Regions from separate parts of the Capra hircus genome. Here region 2 is linked to region 1. Evidence: chromatin contacts called from public Hi-C data. All regions are on one chromosome and are shown on one strand. The core of a region is the stretch at or near the end of the contact, and the rest is flanking DNA. Distances in the headings are between cores, read along the strand shown. Region 1 has its middle 28 kb from the start of SPRYD7. Region 2 has its middle 14 kb from the start of ARL11.

What was found. A called contact is a pair of places that touch in the nucleus more often than the background predicts.
Region 2: a Hi-C map of blood shows a contact between it and region 1, with 4 times the contacts expected there. The contact joins two enhancer-like sites. A contact is called at or near these places in 2 of 5 Hi-C or Micro-C datasets (both in blood).

The regions. Positions count from the first base shown.
Region 1 is chr12:67,204,266-67,207,089 of ARS1.2, reverse strand. No RefSeq gene overlaps it. Among named protein-coding and RNA genes, the nearest start is that of SPRYD7, 28 kb to the right of the region's middle. Within about 2 kb of position 1,464, at least 2 of the 5 cell types and tissues checked have an H3K27ac peak or open chromatin away from gene starts, as enhancers often do.
Region 2 is chr12:67,399,025-67,401,724 of ARS1.2, reverse strand. No RefSeq gene overlaps it. Among named protein-coding and RNA genes, the nearest start is that of ARL11, 14 kb to the left of the region's middle. Within about 2 kb of position 1,259, at least 3 of the 5 cell types and tissues checked have an H3K27ac peak or open chromatin away from gene starts, as enhancers often do.

The DNA.
Region 1 (2,824 bases), core at 215-2,714:
CACAGGACCACATTGGGACTGGTGAGTGTAACAGAAACAAAATTCCAGCCTCCCAGCTGCTCCTCTCTTCACTCCTATACTTAAAAACAATATATTTGTTTATTTATTGGACTGTATCGGGTCTTAGCTGCGTCACTCGGGATCTTCCTTGCTTCATGCTAGATCTTTCTTTGCAGCCCACAGACTCTCTAGTTATGGTGCACAGGCTTAGTTGCTCCCAAGGCATGTGGGACGTGGGATCTTAGTTCCACAACCAGGGATTGAACCTCCGTCCCCTGCACTGCAAGGCTGATTCTTAACCACCGAGGAAGTCCCACTCCTATACTCTTAAAAAGAACTGACACAAGGCCAGACAACAAAAAGTCCAGGAAGAACCGACATCTTTTGCATGAGCATGGCCTTCATTAAAGAGTGTTTTCTGAATATGGGCTTGGTGTCAGTTCTGTGAGCACTGCTTTGCCGGATCACAATGGTCCTGTAGGCAGATACCGTCAAGGTTCAGGGCTCCGTGGTGTGCGTGCTATGGGCTCCCAACTGTTGGCAGGATGGATGGGTGGGTGGGTGAATGAACAATTGCCCGAAGGAGCTGGAGAATATCACCTGGACAGACTTGGAGTACAAATTTAGTGTCAAAGAACATCATGTTACACTGGTTATTTTTTCTGGCACGGGAGACTATATCTCAGGAGGAAAAACCCTGCTGTTGCCCAGCAGTGTAGACATAAGCCATCAATTACATGCACTCACTACTGTTGTTTTTTAATGTGTCCTGACTCCTCCAGTGGAGGCAATAAACAGTTAAAACATTTGCTCCTACACTGTCCTGAACACTCGTTTGGAGTGGCTGTGAAAATCAACTATCTGAGGAGAAAAGAAGGAAAAGGAATTAACCTCCAATGACTTCACTTTCAGAATGAGTCAGGGCAGCTTAAAAAAAAAATCACCACTGGATGCAAAGAGAGGCAGAGACACAGGGCTGCAGGAGCAACAGCAAGTTCCAAGGAGAAAAGGACAGTATTAATAAAGTCTGTTTCGTTTTCTTGTCCCTGAGGTCTTTTGGTGGGCCCATGATTAGGTCTGCCAGTCACCTGGCTCCCTCTGGAGAACTGAATACTTGGCGCTTCTTGGACCGCAAAGATGTTTTGCTGCTTTTGGAGTTGGGAAGAAATGGGTTCTAGTCCGCTGGCTGTGTGGCTTTCGGCCAGTTACTTAACCTCTCTGAGCCTTAACTTAGTTGTGAGAAAGGTTTGTCCAGAGTAAGTGATATAGCACATCGGGCATCAGTGCGCGCTCATCGAAGGGCTGGAAAGTGAGGGGTTTCCGGTTCCCGGAGTTACTGCGAGCAATCTGCGCGGGGAGGAAGGGGGACCGCGCGCCTTCCGCGTGGCCTCAGAGCCGCCTTGCCTCGCTCGAGGGGCGAGTGCAGGCTCGAGTTCTGAAGACAGCGCGCCCCCTAGAGGCCGTGGTTTCTCCCTACACGGGGCGGAATAGAAACCTTAGGGGCAGCCCTGGCCAAAGGCACAGGGTGAAGCGGGCCGCCCAAAGCTGTCGAAGCCTTTTTCTGTGTTTTCCGAGGGCTTCGAGCGGATTCTGTCGACGGTACCAGGCTGCATCCCCAGGCTGCCGAGCTGACCACAGTCGGGTAAACTGAAAGAAATACTTGGTTTGTTCAAGCAGAAAAGACTCAAGTAATATTTACCGAGCATTCACTCTGTTCCAGTGTGGGAACTGGGTGCTCTTCACTTAACCTTATCTTGTTTAAACTTCTCAGCAGCCCTGCGAGGGAAGGTTTATCCTGTTTTTCTGGTGAGGTAATTGAAGCACCCTAAAAGAAGATATTTGCACAGTTGAAACACGCCAAAATTGAGATTTGTGTTAATCTGCTTGTTGTTGTTGAGTCGCTCAGTCATGTCCAACTCTTTGTGAAACCATGGACAGTAGCCTACCAGGCTTCTCTGTCCGTGGAATTCCCCAGACAAGAATATTAGAGTGGGTTGCCATTTCCTCCTGCAGGGGATCTTCCCAGGGATCGAACGTGTCTCCTGCATTGGCAAGTGGATTCTTCACCACTGAGCCACCAGGGAGGCCATTTGTTAAGACTCCTATAAGAAAAACCGCAGACTGGGTGGTTTAAACAACAGAAATTTATCATCTCACAATTCTGGAGGACAGAAGTCTGAAGTAAGATGGAGTTGGTTCTTCCTGAGAGGGCCCTGAGGGAGGGATCTTTTCCAGGCCTTTTTCGTTGGCTGGTAGATGGCTGTCTTCACTCCGTATGCATGTCTGTCCCCTAGTTTCCTCTTTTTTAAAAACACCAGTCATATTGGATTAGTAGTAGTGGCGGTGTTAGTCTATCAATCATGTCTGACTCTTTGGAACCCCATGGCCTGTAGCCCGCCAGGCTCCTCTGTCCATGGAATTCTCCAGGCAAGAATGCTGGAGTGGGCGTTCATTTCATTCTCCAGGGGATCTTCCCCACCCAGCTATCGAACCGGGGTCTCTTGCATCGCAGGCAGATTCTTTACCATCTGGGCCACTGGGGAAGCCATATCCAGCAAAACTGTCCTTCAAAAGAGATAAAAGAATATATGGCAATATAAACAAAAACAAGAAAACAAACAGAAGAAATCTTAGATGTGAAAAATATATCCATAATAGTTGAAAAGAACACATCAGGTAGACGAATAACAGAATGGATAAGGCTGCAGAACAAATTAGCAACTTGGAAGACCAGGTGAAGGAAATCTTTCAGAAGGAAGGAGGAAAGAGATATAAAATATTTTAAATTTTATTTTACAAAAAGATATAAAATATTCTTTAAAAG
Region 2 (2,700 bases), core at 10-2,509, 190 kb before region 1:
GGCTGGGAGGTGTTGGAGAGCGAGCGTGGAGAGGGATTAGGACTGGGGCAATGGTCCAGGCGGGACTGACTCACGATGAGCTCAGGTTCACTTTTGGGAGCAACTGGCGTCCAAGGAGATGCCATCTGGGGTGCGGATGCAGCCACGAGTCGAGGCAGCTGGCAGCTCTCACGATGTGGCTGTGGCATGTGGGCCAGCACTCCCCAAGCCTGGGTCTGTGAACCACCGGTTCCAAAGGTTGTGAAGGGCTGTTGGCCTGAAAAGAGGGTTCTGTGGTCCAACAAGCTTGGGAGGTGCTAGGTTTAATGGAATTGCACAGGTTTCTCCACTGCAGGACATCTCAAAGCCCTTAATATGATGACAGGAATAGCCAGGCTCTAAAGCAAGAACTGTGGTGTTGGAGAAGACTCTTGAGAGTACCTTGGACTACATGGAGATCAAACCAGTCCATCCTGAAGGAAATCAACCCTGAATATTCATTGGACAGACTGATGCTGAAGCTCCAATACTTTGGCCACCTGATGTGAAGAGCCGACTCATTGGAAAAGACCCTGATGCTGGGAAATATTGAGGGCAGGAGGAGAAGGGGACGACAGAGGATGAGATGGTTGGATGGCATCACCGACTCAATGGACATGAGCTTGAGCAAGCTCCGGGAGATGGTGAAGGACAGAGAAGCCCAGCGTGCTGCAGTGCATGGGGTCACAAAGAGTCAGACACGACTGAGCGGCTGAACAACAAGAAAATCAAGGCAGGCAGAATGAGAGGATACAGGTTTTGATCATGATCACGGAACCCTTTCTGCACAGAACAGAACTTCGGGCTAGTGAACTACTGACACTTTCCAGAGTGGGACACTAAAAATACCCCAGCCACCTGATGCCCAAGCAGGCAGTAAATCACTGGCCTGCAAGCTCCAGAATGCAGGCCAGGCCTGCCCTACCTACCATGGCCGCTGGCGGCTGACCCTTGCCAGATGGCCCAAGTCCACTTCTTTGCACCCAGGCAGCCAGTGGGGCTAGGAGGAGAGGGGCCCCCAGGAGGCAGGAAGCTGCTGCAGGTGCATCCTGGGTGTGGGGTGGTTAGAGGTGGGTGTGTCATGGGAGGAAACGGGGTTCCCCGGGAAAGGGCAGTGGCTTCCACAGTGACAATTGCTTTACTATTAATCAATACAATCGGGGCATCCCATCAGAACCCACAGATCAGCCTCTCAAATTACCCCACGGCCGCCAGATGTCGCTGTTGCGGGGAGCATGAATTTGCGGTCCTATCTCCCTACAGGCAATGACTTTACCGAGACAGTTCAAATTGTGGGCGCTCCGAAGCCCATGAGACCCACCCAATTCCTGCGACTCAACTGGGTGAGACCCTGCTTCCAGTTCTTAGTGATTAGATCCCACCTCCAGCACCCCTGGGACCAAAAGCAGTCTGACTCCCAGAATGTAACCAAGAAATGCCAAAAATCTGTGCCCGGTTCCTTTTAGCACAAAACAGCAAATCAGAAATGAGAGGCCAAGACAGAATATTTATTTTTTTAACTAAAATGCATCATCAGCAAACACAGAACAATGAAATTGAGAGGCTCCTCAAGTATAATGAATAGACCCAGATGATCAAAAATGTACTGAGGTTGAATTTTTTTGACCATTAAAAAATCCACAAAACAATGATTTTCATAGCTTGCAGGCTTCTGGCAACATGTCTAACAAGGTTGGACTTGAAAAAGTACTTATTTGATGTGGAGCATCTTTTTAGTCTTTGTTGAACTTGTTACAAAATTGCTACATTTTATGTTTTCTAGGAGGCCCATGGAATCTTAGCTCCAGGCCAGGGATAAAACCTGCACCCACTGCATCAGAAGGTGAAGACTTAACCAATGGCCTCCCAGGGAAGTCCCTAAAAGTACTTTAAGTGAACTCGGTTCTAGTTCACTAAAAAGCTATGTGGACTTGGGCAGGTTATCCAACCTCTCTGAGCCTTAGTCTCCTTGTGTGTGAACTGAACCTACCCAGGCCCCACCCCGCTTTTAAAACATTTTTATTGGAGTATAGTTGCTTTACAATGTTGTTAGTTTCTGCTGTACAACAAAGTGATTCAGTTATATACACACACATACACACATATATACACACATCCATTTTTTAGATTTCCTTCCCATTTAGGTCACCACAGAACACTGCGTTGCCCATGCTATACAGTAGGTTCTCATCAGTCATCTATTTTATATATAGGAGTATAAATGTCAATCCCAATCTCCCAATTTCTCTTCCCCTACTCCCCGCTCAAGGCCCCTTTAAACAATATATGAGTCTAGGATTCTAAGTGTGGCCTTGAAGGGCCCATGTGCAGCTGGGAAGGTGGACATCAAAAATAACAAAACAATACGAGGCCACTTAAGTGACACAGACAAGGGCTGCAAGAATGCAGAGTCCTCCTCTTCTGACTGGGGGACTGAGAGAGGCTTCCAAAGGGGAAGGGATTCAACACCTGAAACGTAGCATTGCAGCACGCTCAGCACACTTGATCCCTCCCTTGAAGAGCTGGGAGGCGGCCAATCCAATATTTCAAGATGTCAACTTGATCCGTGTGGACACAAACATCTAAGGAAACTGGTTTCCAAAAATAAATGATAACTGCTACCTATCAGTCTCCGTGAGCGCATGAATTTCTCAAGGATGGGGGCATGTTCTGTAATTCTAT